Regions from separate parts of the Rattus norvegicus genome. Here regions 1 and 3 are each linked to region 2. Evidence: chromatin contacts called from public Hi-C data. All regions are on one chromosome and are shown on one strand. The core of a region is the stretch at or near the end of the contact, and the rest is flanking DNA. Distances in the headings are between cores, read along the strand shown. Region 1 overlaps Rbms1 (RNA binding motif, single stranded interacting protein 1). Region 2 has its middle 190 kb from the start of Tank. Region 3 overlaps Rbms1 (RNA binding motif, single stranded interacting protein 1).

Evidence for each region. A called contact is a pair of places that touch in the nucleus more often than the background predicts.
Region 1: a Hi-C map of the A7r5 cell line shows a contact between it and region 2, with 4 times the contacts expected there. The contact joins two enhancer-like sites. A contact is called at or near these places in 4 of 12 Hi-C or Micro-C datasets (the A7r5 cell line, the Rat2 cell line, Schwann cells and 1 more).
Region 3: a contact with region 2 is called in a Hi-C map of frontal cortex, with 5 times the contacts expected there. The contact joins two enhancer-like sites. A contact is called at or near these places in 8 of 12 Hi-C or Micro-C datasets (the A7r5 cell line, Schwann cells, frontal cortex and 5 more).

The regions. Positions count from the first base shown.
Region 1 is chr3:65,726,127-65,729,775 of GRCr8, forward strand. The region is part of intron 1 of Rbms1 (RNA binding motif, single stranded interacting protein 1); the gene reads right to left. Among named protein-coding and RNA genes, the nearest start is that of Rbms1, 100 kb to the right of the region's middle. Within about 2 kb of position 2,080, at least 15 of the 93 cell types and tissues checked have an H3K27ac peak or open chromatin away from gene starts, as enhancers often do. A contact at or near this core is called in the A7r5 cell line and Schwann cells, where this site is marked.
Region 2 is chr3:66,327,488-66,331,052 of GRCr8, forward strand. No RefSeq gene overlaps it. Among named protein-coding and RNA genes, the nearest start is that of Tank, 190 kb to the right of the region's middle. Within about 2 kb of position 1,319, at least 21 of the 93 cell types and tissues checked have an H3K27ac peak or open chromatin away from gene starts, as enhancers often do. A contact at or near this core is called in the A7r5 cell line and Schwann cells, where this site is marked.
Region 3 is chr3:65,655,643-65,659,074 of GRCr8, forward strand. The region is part of intron 2 of Rbms1 (RNA binding motif, single stranded interacting protein 1); the gene reads right to left. Among named protein-coding and RNA genes, the nearest start is that of Itgb6, 130 kb to the left of the region's middle. Within about 2 kb of position 1,434, at least 4 of the 93 cell types and tissues checked have an H3K27ac peak or open chromatin away from gene starts, as enhancers often do.

The DNA.
Region 1 (3,649 bases), core at 830-3,329, 600 kb before region 2:
CTGGGGTTGGGGGGGTGGGGAGCCGAGCTCTCCTAGCTGGGAGAGCTCACCATTCCTGGATGACTTTGGATGTTAGTTTTTTTGGGAGAAGTTAAACCAGACAGTTGGCCAGGTCATCTCTACTACCACTTCCAACACCAAACGAAAAGGTTCCTTAAAAGCTAATGTTGCTTAAACTGTTTCAAACCTACTGTTCGTAACGTAGGACTAAGGATTCCCATGGTCAAATAATTCCAGAAAATGAATGAATGAAATATATACAACTGGAGAAACATCTTCACTTGCAGACGTTCAAAAACTTCTCCCAGGCAAAGCTATGCAGCTCGTGACGACGCCAACTTTCTTAACGCTGAGTGTTTTAATTCCTGGAACTCTTTCAACATTCAACAGACTCTGAAAATCTCAGTGAGCACAACTGAGACGCAGCTTTAAATAACCAAAATTCAGGGACTTAAAACCAGGTATCGAAACGCCTCATTGTGGGGGCACGCACTCAAGATCCCTCAGCACCTCTGCACCGTTGACAGGTCTGAGTATCTCTGTACGGTTACCGTCTCTGGGCAGTCCTGTGTATGCTTTCTCCAGTGAGAGTTCAACTGCTTCAGACCTTTCTCACCACATTTTCCCACGATAATCGGAATGATGGCAATTTCTTCCACTGTTATAATCACACAACCTCCCTGACCCATACTCTTTGATGTAAACTGACTTGTGAAGGGACACCTCAGAAGGGGAGCAGGGACAGGCGAGAACAGCCGTGTCAGATGGCACACACATGAGTGCCATCTTCTATCTCAAGAATGTCAAGGAACCATGGTCATGAATTTTGTGTTGAGAAAAGTTAAGACCTAAGAATTGTCAGAAATGTCCTCACAACAATACACCTAATGAGTTAGTTGAAAGCCACAACTATTTCCACACCTTGTCTTTCAAAGCAACTAGGGACGCTTTCAAACAGTGTGAGTGAAATTTCTTAAACTGAAGTATAAGCTTGGAGGTCAGGTGGGAAAAAAAAAAAACCAACCCATAATAATCAGTTTGTGGTTCACGGTTGGCTGCAATCTCTATGAAACAAGATTGGATGTAGGGTGTGATGGTACAGGCCTATAATTCCTGAACTGGGGGGGCTGGGAGAGAAAAATATGATCTCAAGGCCAGCCCGGACTACAAAAGGCAGACCCTGTTTTACTTAAAGAAAGGGGGAAAAAATTAACATTCGCTCTGAAAATAGTATAACAGAACAAACAGGGAGGCCTAATTATGTGAGAACTGGAGCACTTTGACTTAAGAGTAGTGACCACCCATGTCCTCTGCCTGTACGAGGAAGGCAGTGCTATTCTTTGACTTAATATACTAAGCAAGGCCACGAGGCAGGATCACGGCTTGTACCCACATTCCCAAGCTGGAGATTTAGGGGTGTTACACTTGCTACACTTTCACAATTTTGACCCTGCATGTCACCCACAGTGCAGGGCAGGCCCCATGCCTAAAAGTAGTTAGGCAACACAAAAGGGGCTCCTCTGGCTTTTGTTTGTTTTTTTATTACTGTGTGGGTTTTTTTTTTGTCCTGTTTTAGTATTTTTGTTTTATTTTCTCCTTTTTGTTTTAAATTTTAGTCTGTTGTTTTGTTTTCTAATTTTGTTTTGGGTTTTGGCTTTTTGTTTTTGTTGGTTTTTTTTTTTTTTTTTTTTTTTTTTGCTGGTTTTTGGTTGTGTGGTTTCTCTTTTTCTAAGCAAGAGAAAGAATATGAAGGTGGGTGGGGAGGATCTAGGAGGAGTTGGGGGAGGGGAAAGAATATAGTCAAAGTATGTTTTATTTTCTAAAACACTGTTCCTGAAGTGACAAAGTTTTTCTTCTTTTTTCTTTTTTCACTCCTCAGAGTTTTCTTTGCCTCTGAGGAGAACTGCCAGGCTCCTTACTCTCAACATAGCTGGCCTCCCTTGAGGTCCCTGCCTCCACAAGCACTCCTAACAATGCTCAAGTTTCATAGTTTTCACTTTACCCATGACAAACACCACACCAACCCATTCCCCAGAACCCAGCCCACTGTCTGCTGAAGATCAGTGTCTGGCTGACTCAGGCGGCCCGGCCCTCCCTGATCCCGCCCTTCCCCCACTTACTCATCCTTTCTCCATTTCTGCTTCTGTGCTCACCAGCTTCCCAAGAACTCTAAAGCCTCCTGTCAGAACTCCTTGAGACAGCAGTTCCCTCTCTGACGTTCTCCTGTCTTGTCTCAAGGAACTGAACACCTAATACCCCAGTGACCTCCTTCCCTGTCAGCATCTCTGTGTATCACAACTAACCCTAGCTGGCTCTGACATTCTCATACCCAGCTCCTGCAGGGCTAAAGCTTGCCTCTGTGGCAAAGCCTTAAGAGCAAAGCCTCCTCCACCGGCTCTCGAAAGGACCTTCAACACAGATTAAAACAATCAGGGCTGTCTGTCAGTCTTCAAAGGGAGGGACTCTTCCTTTTCCTTTTGGTGCCCGGCTTTCTGAAAGACACTCCCTCCTCACTCATCTCCTCTTTAAACCTTCTGGAATGTGCTTCCTCCTGCTCTCCCCTCCTGCCCCACTGCACACAGAGTGTTCTGTGGAGACTTCAGATCCACAGACACACACCAGGACCTCTCAACAGACAATCTCAGCTGTCCTTCACCAGCCTTTGTCTTACATGACCTCTGGGCATCCTTTACTGGAGCCAGCAAGCTCTCCTTGAAAGGGTTTCTGAGGCTCCAGCATTCTTTCAGAGTCTTGGTATTTCTGTCACCTACTGTGTGAAAGGCCCAGACTGCTCCTTCCTGGATGGTTACAACTTGTGCTCCCCCCCTTTTTTTTGACACCCCGCTCCTGGAATATGTTCCCTTACTCCCAATACTTCTCGCCCCGGGTTCCAGTTCTAAACTGTGACTGACCTGTGAACAAACTGTGATCACAAGTGGGGACAATAACAAGTACTTGGTGGGGCTAAGTTAAAATGGTCAGGGCAAACTCACTGCCCTTCCTTGGAATCTTTTCCTTGTGGTGAGGAACCGGCTAGCCCCTTCACCTTGTAACCTGAACTTCTGTCATATTCCTGTTGAACTGGGAGATGCTTTAACCTGTGGCACTTTGTTTATTGCTTTTGTCTTTTAAGAAAGGGTTTCTCCGTGTAGCCCTGGCTGTCCTAGAACCCTCTCTGTAGACCAGGCTGGCCTCAAAAGAGACCGGAGATCCGTCTTCCTCTGGGATTAAGGGCATGCATGCACCACCACACCCAGCTTCTGTGACCTTTCTGATTCCAGCCAGCCTGGTCTTCAGAGACATTGATGACCAAGACAAACGAACAACAACAACCAAAAACATTGGAGGCTTTTGAGATGGCCCAGTAGGAAAGGAGGATGCTTGCTGCCAAACCTGATTACCCAAGTTTGATCCCTGGGACCCACATGGTGGAAGGAGATCTCTGATCTACATCTCTGTATGTACGTACACACGCATGCACGCACACACACCACCACACCACACCACACCAAAATACTGAGTGCAAAACCTTTAAGTAAAAGCATTTGCAGAATTATGTTTTCCACTATGGAGAAATGACACGTGACCATGGAAATAAATCTAGGCACTCGTGTGAGGCAGCCTTCATGCCAACTGGAAGGCAGCCCTC
Region 2 (3,565 bases), core at 69-2,568:
TGCCTGTGCCCGGACAGAACACACCCAGCCACCATGGTTCCACGTGGAGAGGTTTAATGAGAGAAGAGTAGAAGAGCGGAAAGGCGGCGGGCCATGTGCACGTGGAGGGGGTAATGGGGGCAAGAACAGAGAAGAACAAAGAGCAAGAGGGGTGGGAGAGGGTAAGAGAGAGTAAGAGGGGGTAAGAGGAGGAGAGGGAGCAAGCAGCCCCTTTTATAGCATCAGGCACAACTGGCTGTTGCCAGGCAACTGTGGGGTGGAGCATACCTGGCTGCTGCCAGGTAGCTGTGGGGGTGGAGCTTAAATAGAATACCAACATATGCTCCATTGATAAAGGCTTAATATTTTGTTATTTATCCACTGAACCAAAATACAAGGTGACGAATGTTTCAGGAGTTCAAAGCTTAATCTAAAAAATAAAATAAAATAAAATAAAATAAAAAGCTTTAAAGTCTCATGACTCTGTCAGACACTTCTTGCGAGCATTGTTCCTTAGTTTCCTCCTATAAAGGCAAAAAACACCAGTAAATGGTGTTGTGTCTGCCTTGGGCAGCGGTGGGGAAGATTAAATTAGATACTGCTGAACCATTTGCCATGGTGGGGGTGGGGGAAGTTGGCTCTCAGTACATAACCACTACTGATTTATTTGTGACAGAATGTCATATCAGAGACCTCATATACTTGTTTTCAATAAACCTTTTCTGGCTAGTTAAATAACCTTATTTTAAGAGTCCCCAAAGTTAGACATATACATGCCTCTTACCTCTCTAAGCCGACACCTCACAATGACAGGGACAAGAGCCTGCCTTTGGTTTATATGGCCCGAGGCCTGTATACTTTCCAAACCAACTCTTCCAGCCCCTGCTAATGAAATGTAAAGAATGCGACACCAGGCGTCCTGAGTTAGGAGAGGGAGGGGGCTGCCAGAGATGTGGTCCCAGTGGGCTCTCAAAATCTCTAGTATTCAGTTTATCTTGGGTAGAGCCTTTGTTCGAATTAAAAACAACAACAAGAAGCAGGCTTGTGCAAACCAGCTTCTCTGTAAACTCTAGTCCCTTCCTTGGCTTCCCGCGATACGGGAATAATCGTTCAACTGGTCCCATTTCTATTCCGACTGGAAACAGGAAACGAATGGGGTACAGTCTTAAACAAAAACAAAGAGACTGAAAGACAAACCAGATTGTCCCTGGGTTCAGAAGAGGTTTGCGCTAAGTGTTAGAAGGTTCAAATCTGGAAGATCCTCCCCCACTTTCTGCCATTCCAGAAATTCCTTTGGGGGGGGTGAGGCGGGGGCGGGGAGCGAAGAGCAGTTCTAAACTGCACAGCACTGCCATCTTCAGGGCCAAGGCGGAAAATATTTTCCGGGTCAGATAAATCATCGTCCCTGAACGCTTCATTTAAATATAATCAGATGCTTAAAACTTTGACAGCATAGTCTTTAACAGATTTTTTTTTTTATCTTTTAGCGTTTCCCGTGTTTAGAAAGTCAGAAAACACATATTTTTTTTGGTCTGTGTATGTGATATATGAACATTAAAAAAATACGTATTTGCCAATTGAAAGTTATTTTCAACCGGAAAGCTTAAATAGCTTACACAGCTCTGCCAGGTGATGGAGCATCACAGACGCAAACATATTGTTCTGAAAAAATTTTTTTCTTCCATAAAAAGAAGAAAGGATGAGCGTAATGGTTCCACGGTGCCGTTTGAACAGATGGTGTGATTAACAACTAGTGTGTTAGCCGTCTCAGGAGCTCGCCGAGAGTAAACAAATGCAACGGGAAAATCACTTTCCTCCCCAAAGAGTTTTTAGTTCATTTTATTACGAAAATTTGGAGGTCTGCATTTTGAAAGCTGAGTATCCTTAGAGGATACTGGGAGTACGTAGGGAGGGAGGGGTTTCTGGAGGAAGACTCAAAAAAGACTATTCTCTTCCTGATGAAGAATGTGGTTGCTCTCTCAGAGGCGAGAATGAGAGGAGGGTAGTCTAGGCTGTCGCTGTCATCCGGATGGTGGAGGCGGGTGGTTGGTGGTCCTACACACATGCCATAAAGTAAGAGGGTCAGATTCTCTCCCTGGCTCTTGTCCTCGATCTCTCTCTCTCTCTCTCTCTCTCTCTCTCTCTCTCTCTCTCTCTCTCTCTCTCTCTCTCTCTCTCTCTCTCTCTCTCTCTCTCTGGACTGCGGTTTCTTTTGTTTGAAAATCTGAGGAAAAACCAGATGAGCTGAACAGTTGTGTTTCAGAAACTTTAATGTGCACCTGGGGATCTCATTAAGATGCAAATTCTAACCTGGGGTAGGGTCCAGGCTTTGAAATTCTTACCCGCTCCTAGGTAGGGCTGACGCTGCTGACCCACAGGCCCCCTGTTTACCACCTGGCCTCTAAGAGCCTTCTGGGGATGACACTCTAGCATCCCATAATAGGCTAGGCAATGCAAAGCTAGCCGATCAGAGGCGGGGTCTGCCTTCCTAAGGCTCCTGGCTCAGAACTACTTGTGGATAAAAATACGTACTAAACATACCACACATTGTACCGATCTTTTTTTAAAGACTTTTAAAAAGTACGTTTCTGTGGGAGGGTACTGCACGTGAGTGCAGTGTGCAAGGGGGACAGAAGAGAGTACTCGAGGTGGAGTTATAGGCAGTCACGAGCCGCCATAGTGGGTGCAATGAACCAAACTCAGGTCCTCTTGCAAGGACAGCACACCCTGCTGAGCCATCTCTCCATCTCTCTTGTGTGGGTTTTTAAAAGTAAATCATTTTTCGTTCTTCTTTGTTTGTTTGTTTCATCTGCTAGAGAGCTAACCTGAGAAGGACCTCAAGACACAGCCACAGCCCATACATTATCTATATTATATATTTTGGGGCTGAGATGATCAAGAAGCTGAGAGTGAACACCAACCAGCATGTGCAAGGCAGTCAAGATCAATCCCGAGACTGCAGGGGGGTTAAAAATGTTACTTTAGGAAAGGCATTGGGACCAGAATAGGAGGAAATCTTGGTGGGGAGACATCTATAAATTACATATCTGGCTCATATCCAGAAAACACGAAGGATTCTCAAACCCCAACAGTATGAAAGCAGCCTCTACCGGTGAGGCAGTGTGTGGGTAGTGGTACCTGTCACCAACCTGACTGACAGACAACCAGATGTCAATCCTCAGGATGCAAAAAGAGAACTGATTCCTGCAAATTGTTCTTAGAGGTCCTCATGCACTGTGGTATGTTCACCCACCCACCCACCCACTCACAAAACCGTAATCAATAAATGAATGTAAATTTTTAAATAAAACATTTCCACTTTAAAGTGGGCAAAGACCGAGAGCAGGTGCTGACCCAAATGGGAAATACAAATGGCACGTGAATGAGTTGGACATCAGCGGCCACTGTGAAATTCAGACTGAATCCCTCATGAAGCACCTACCGGAACGGCTACGTTTCCAAGTATTGAGAATACCAAGTGGTCTTATGAATGAGAAGAAACCAGATCCCTCACAAGCAGGAGACTAGCTCACTCTTGACAAGACAAAGCAGAGGTGAAAGAACATGTGATACGTGGGGAAGAAAT
Region 3 (3,432 bases), core at 184-2,683, 670 kb before region 2:
TGTACTAGATTTGGAATATGCTATGGACATTCCCGAGGCATCATTTATTGCTTACTAATCATTAAAAATAGTCGATGGGAATATTAAAAATAACGTATTTGTAGTGCTAACAGAAAAGGACACATTTGAAAAAGCCAAATATTGCTCATGAGTACAGGAGGGTGGCTTATGTTCAGATTCGAGATGATATGACTGCGTAAGTGGTAACAGACAGCAAGGTGGACAGACAGTGTCGAATGACGATAAACTAAGGAAAAATATTAGAAGCTGCTGACTTCGTTAATTCCTGGGGGTGGGGGTCAAAGGCATGTGTCATATTAATAAACTCTTACTTTTCTGCACAGTGATTGTCTTATAATTTAATCCTCACAGCAACCTTTGAATAGGTGGTTTTTGATTCAATTTTGCACACGTGAAACTCAGGAGCAGAGTGAGTCTACCCAGGGTTACACAGCTTGCAAGCAGCAAAGACAGGAAGTTTGCTTTGGAGTTGAAAGGCCACGCATGTTGACAATTACAGAAGCTTGGGTCACCGAGCGCAGACAGGTTCAAAGCAATTCCACTTTGAGTTGCGTGCTTTAGATGGAGAGAGGGCGGACTGTCGCTGCTAATGTCTCTGGGACGGATGCTGATAACAGTCAGAGAGAGAGGTCACGTGGTCTATCTTGGGATCAGATACCCAATAAAATATGTCGGTGAGGGGAAGCACAACTGGCTTTAAAGTCTGAAAGGAATCATTCATGAATCTATTTCATGGTACGTAAAATATGGGGACTATCTGTCAACCCCCTCTTGTTATTTTGGAATTGTGAGGGGAAAATTAAAAAAAGCCCTAATATACAAATACAAATGTATCTTCACCCTGCATGTCCTGTGTGCGCCATCTACAGCCATACGCTCACGCCTCTGCACAACCATAACCCCACCCCTACCTCGACAGGCACGGATTAACTCTGAGGATGGAGTTCTCCAGCTACCCTTTCTCTGACTTTATTTTGTCATGGACTCTTCAGGAAAAGGTATTTCCTCAAATTTGCTTTAATTCACAGAACCGTGTAGCTGGACAGAGGGAAGAAAGGAACGTACAAGTGATACCCATTTAACAGAAAGGTTTGTTAATGAACAAGGCCTAAGGAAACGCAGGAGTGAGTTACCCAGGCTCTTCTGAATCCCCCACTACCGTGAATAATTCAATTGGTAATATTTTCTCTATTTAATAAAAGAAATATTGAGGATTCGCAAATGAGATACAAGATAAGAAAAATTTAAAGAAGGCAACCGAGTTCAGATCTCCTAAGACTTCGTATGTTTCATGCTGACGGTTTTTACGGTTCATGCATGGTTTCAGGAAACTGGCCTAGGACATGACAATATTAAGTGCATATAAAGACAGTCAAGTTTCCGTTTCAGTTGTCTGAACTCAGATAACCGCCCCATCTGCTTGTGCTGTACGGCTGCAAAGGGTGGCGAGCACACAGCGCAGGGAACTAACTGTGCCGTACACAGCTAGACGAGAAGCCAGAGTTTCCAGGAGGAGAACGCCTGGCAAGGAATGCAACTGCAGGACCTGAAGGTCAGACACAACCGAAGCCCTGCTGCGGAAGGCCAGCCGATCACAGGAAAGACGAGAGCAGCACGAGGGAAGAGATCAAATCAAGAACGAGGCTCACCAATATTCATAGCATGCCCTCGTGTGACCTTCACCGCACACAACCTATGAAAAATGTATAAGATGCCGGATCTACTATGAAGGGGACAATCCTTTGAGGGAGGCGAGGAATTTTCAGGGTAAACCCACCTCCGTACCAAATAAAAATCTTGTGTGCAGAATCCTAAACAAAGAAGGCATAAATGCAGAGGGAGTGTCAGGCTGAACAAGGCAGCCTTTGGGGAGAGCAGACACCCAGGCAGGCTATGAAGAGAGGCTCAGCCAGCAGATGTTTCGTGCAAACCTATGTGAGAACAACAGAAATCGAGGATGGGGAAGGGCCTGGAGTCGCCCGCCTTCCAGAGAAAGGGAACGCATCTTGGCTGGAGGTTTTTCAAAACAACCACGGAATGAAACAGCAGACTCAAGATTTTTATCAAGATTCACGAAACAGTTGATGCCCAGGATTAGCAAAGACAGCCATGTCTTTTAATTTACTTTGCTGTATGCCTACAAATTAGTATGGATGACTGAGGGGAGCAGGGCTTTCCAGAGGCCAGCAGAGATTTAAGACAAATGGCTTCTCTGAAGGAGCCTTAAATGCTCAATTAAACTTCTGAGAAAAGCAGTCCCAGGTGTCTGCTGTGGAGAGCCAGCGACTTGCTCGTGAATTCAGAAGACAGGGAAAGGAGACCCTCAAGTTCAAGTTTCTGAACCGGGGAGGTCAGTGAGTTTAGCCCAGTGCGCAGGCTGGGATACGTGGCAGAACCCAGCCTCTTTTCATGTGTTCTCCCTCTCAGGGGCAGGTAGCCCAGCGGTCTTTCATGGGACAATATCACAGAGGCTCTGGTATGAAGCACCACTCCATGTTTCCTTCTCAAAAGATTTAATATATCCTTTAAATGAAAATAAAATTGGTAATTTCCTTCCGGATTTTAGAACCGATAAACTTTCTCATTAATCTCAAAAACATCCTCGTCGACTTTCCTATATGAGCCCAGGACTGTTCCTACCATATTCAGCTAGAAATAAAAACCACACGGAGACTGAACATTAAACTACCTCGCCAAAAACAGCAAAGACGCCCATTGGGTGGGTGGGGCATATGGTCTGTGAAAATGTGTAGCCTTTCTTCTAAATAAAAGCACTGCGGCACACCAATGTTCACGCACATCATAACAGCATTTCACAGACGACTTTGTAGCTCTTCAGGGTACAGTCATAGATGCTTGGACCCAAATCAGTGTTCCCCAGTATTTCTATGTTAGAGGAAGATAATGCATGCTGGAGACAGAATCAAGGGGTTTAAGTGTATGTCACTGAATTGATCTCAAAGTCTCATTCACTGATAAATATTCAAGTCCTAAAGCAAGGACAACTTGGCTACAGAAGGTAGTTGGGGCTTTTGTTACTGTTTTGCTTTGCTTTGGTTTTGTTTTTTCCTGTGTTCTGTCTGTCCTGGAACTTGCTCTGTAGACCAGTGTGGCCTTGAACTCGGTTATCTGCTTACCTCTGCCTCCTGAGTACTGAATTAAAGGCATGTGCTACCACTGCCCGGCTAGAAAGTAGCCTTTATCTCTGGATTGGTGAAACCATCAAGATTACTTATAAAACTATTTTCCTCTTCCCCTACAGTATATAATGCATTGCTTATGCTGACTTGGTGGTCTCACCTTTTGTAGTGACGTACCATAAGGAAAACTTGGTTCTAACAGAAAGAAAGCAGGGAGTTACAACTATGGAGATGTGGCCTCAAGTTCTAATATAATCAATGATCGGTTCTG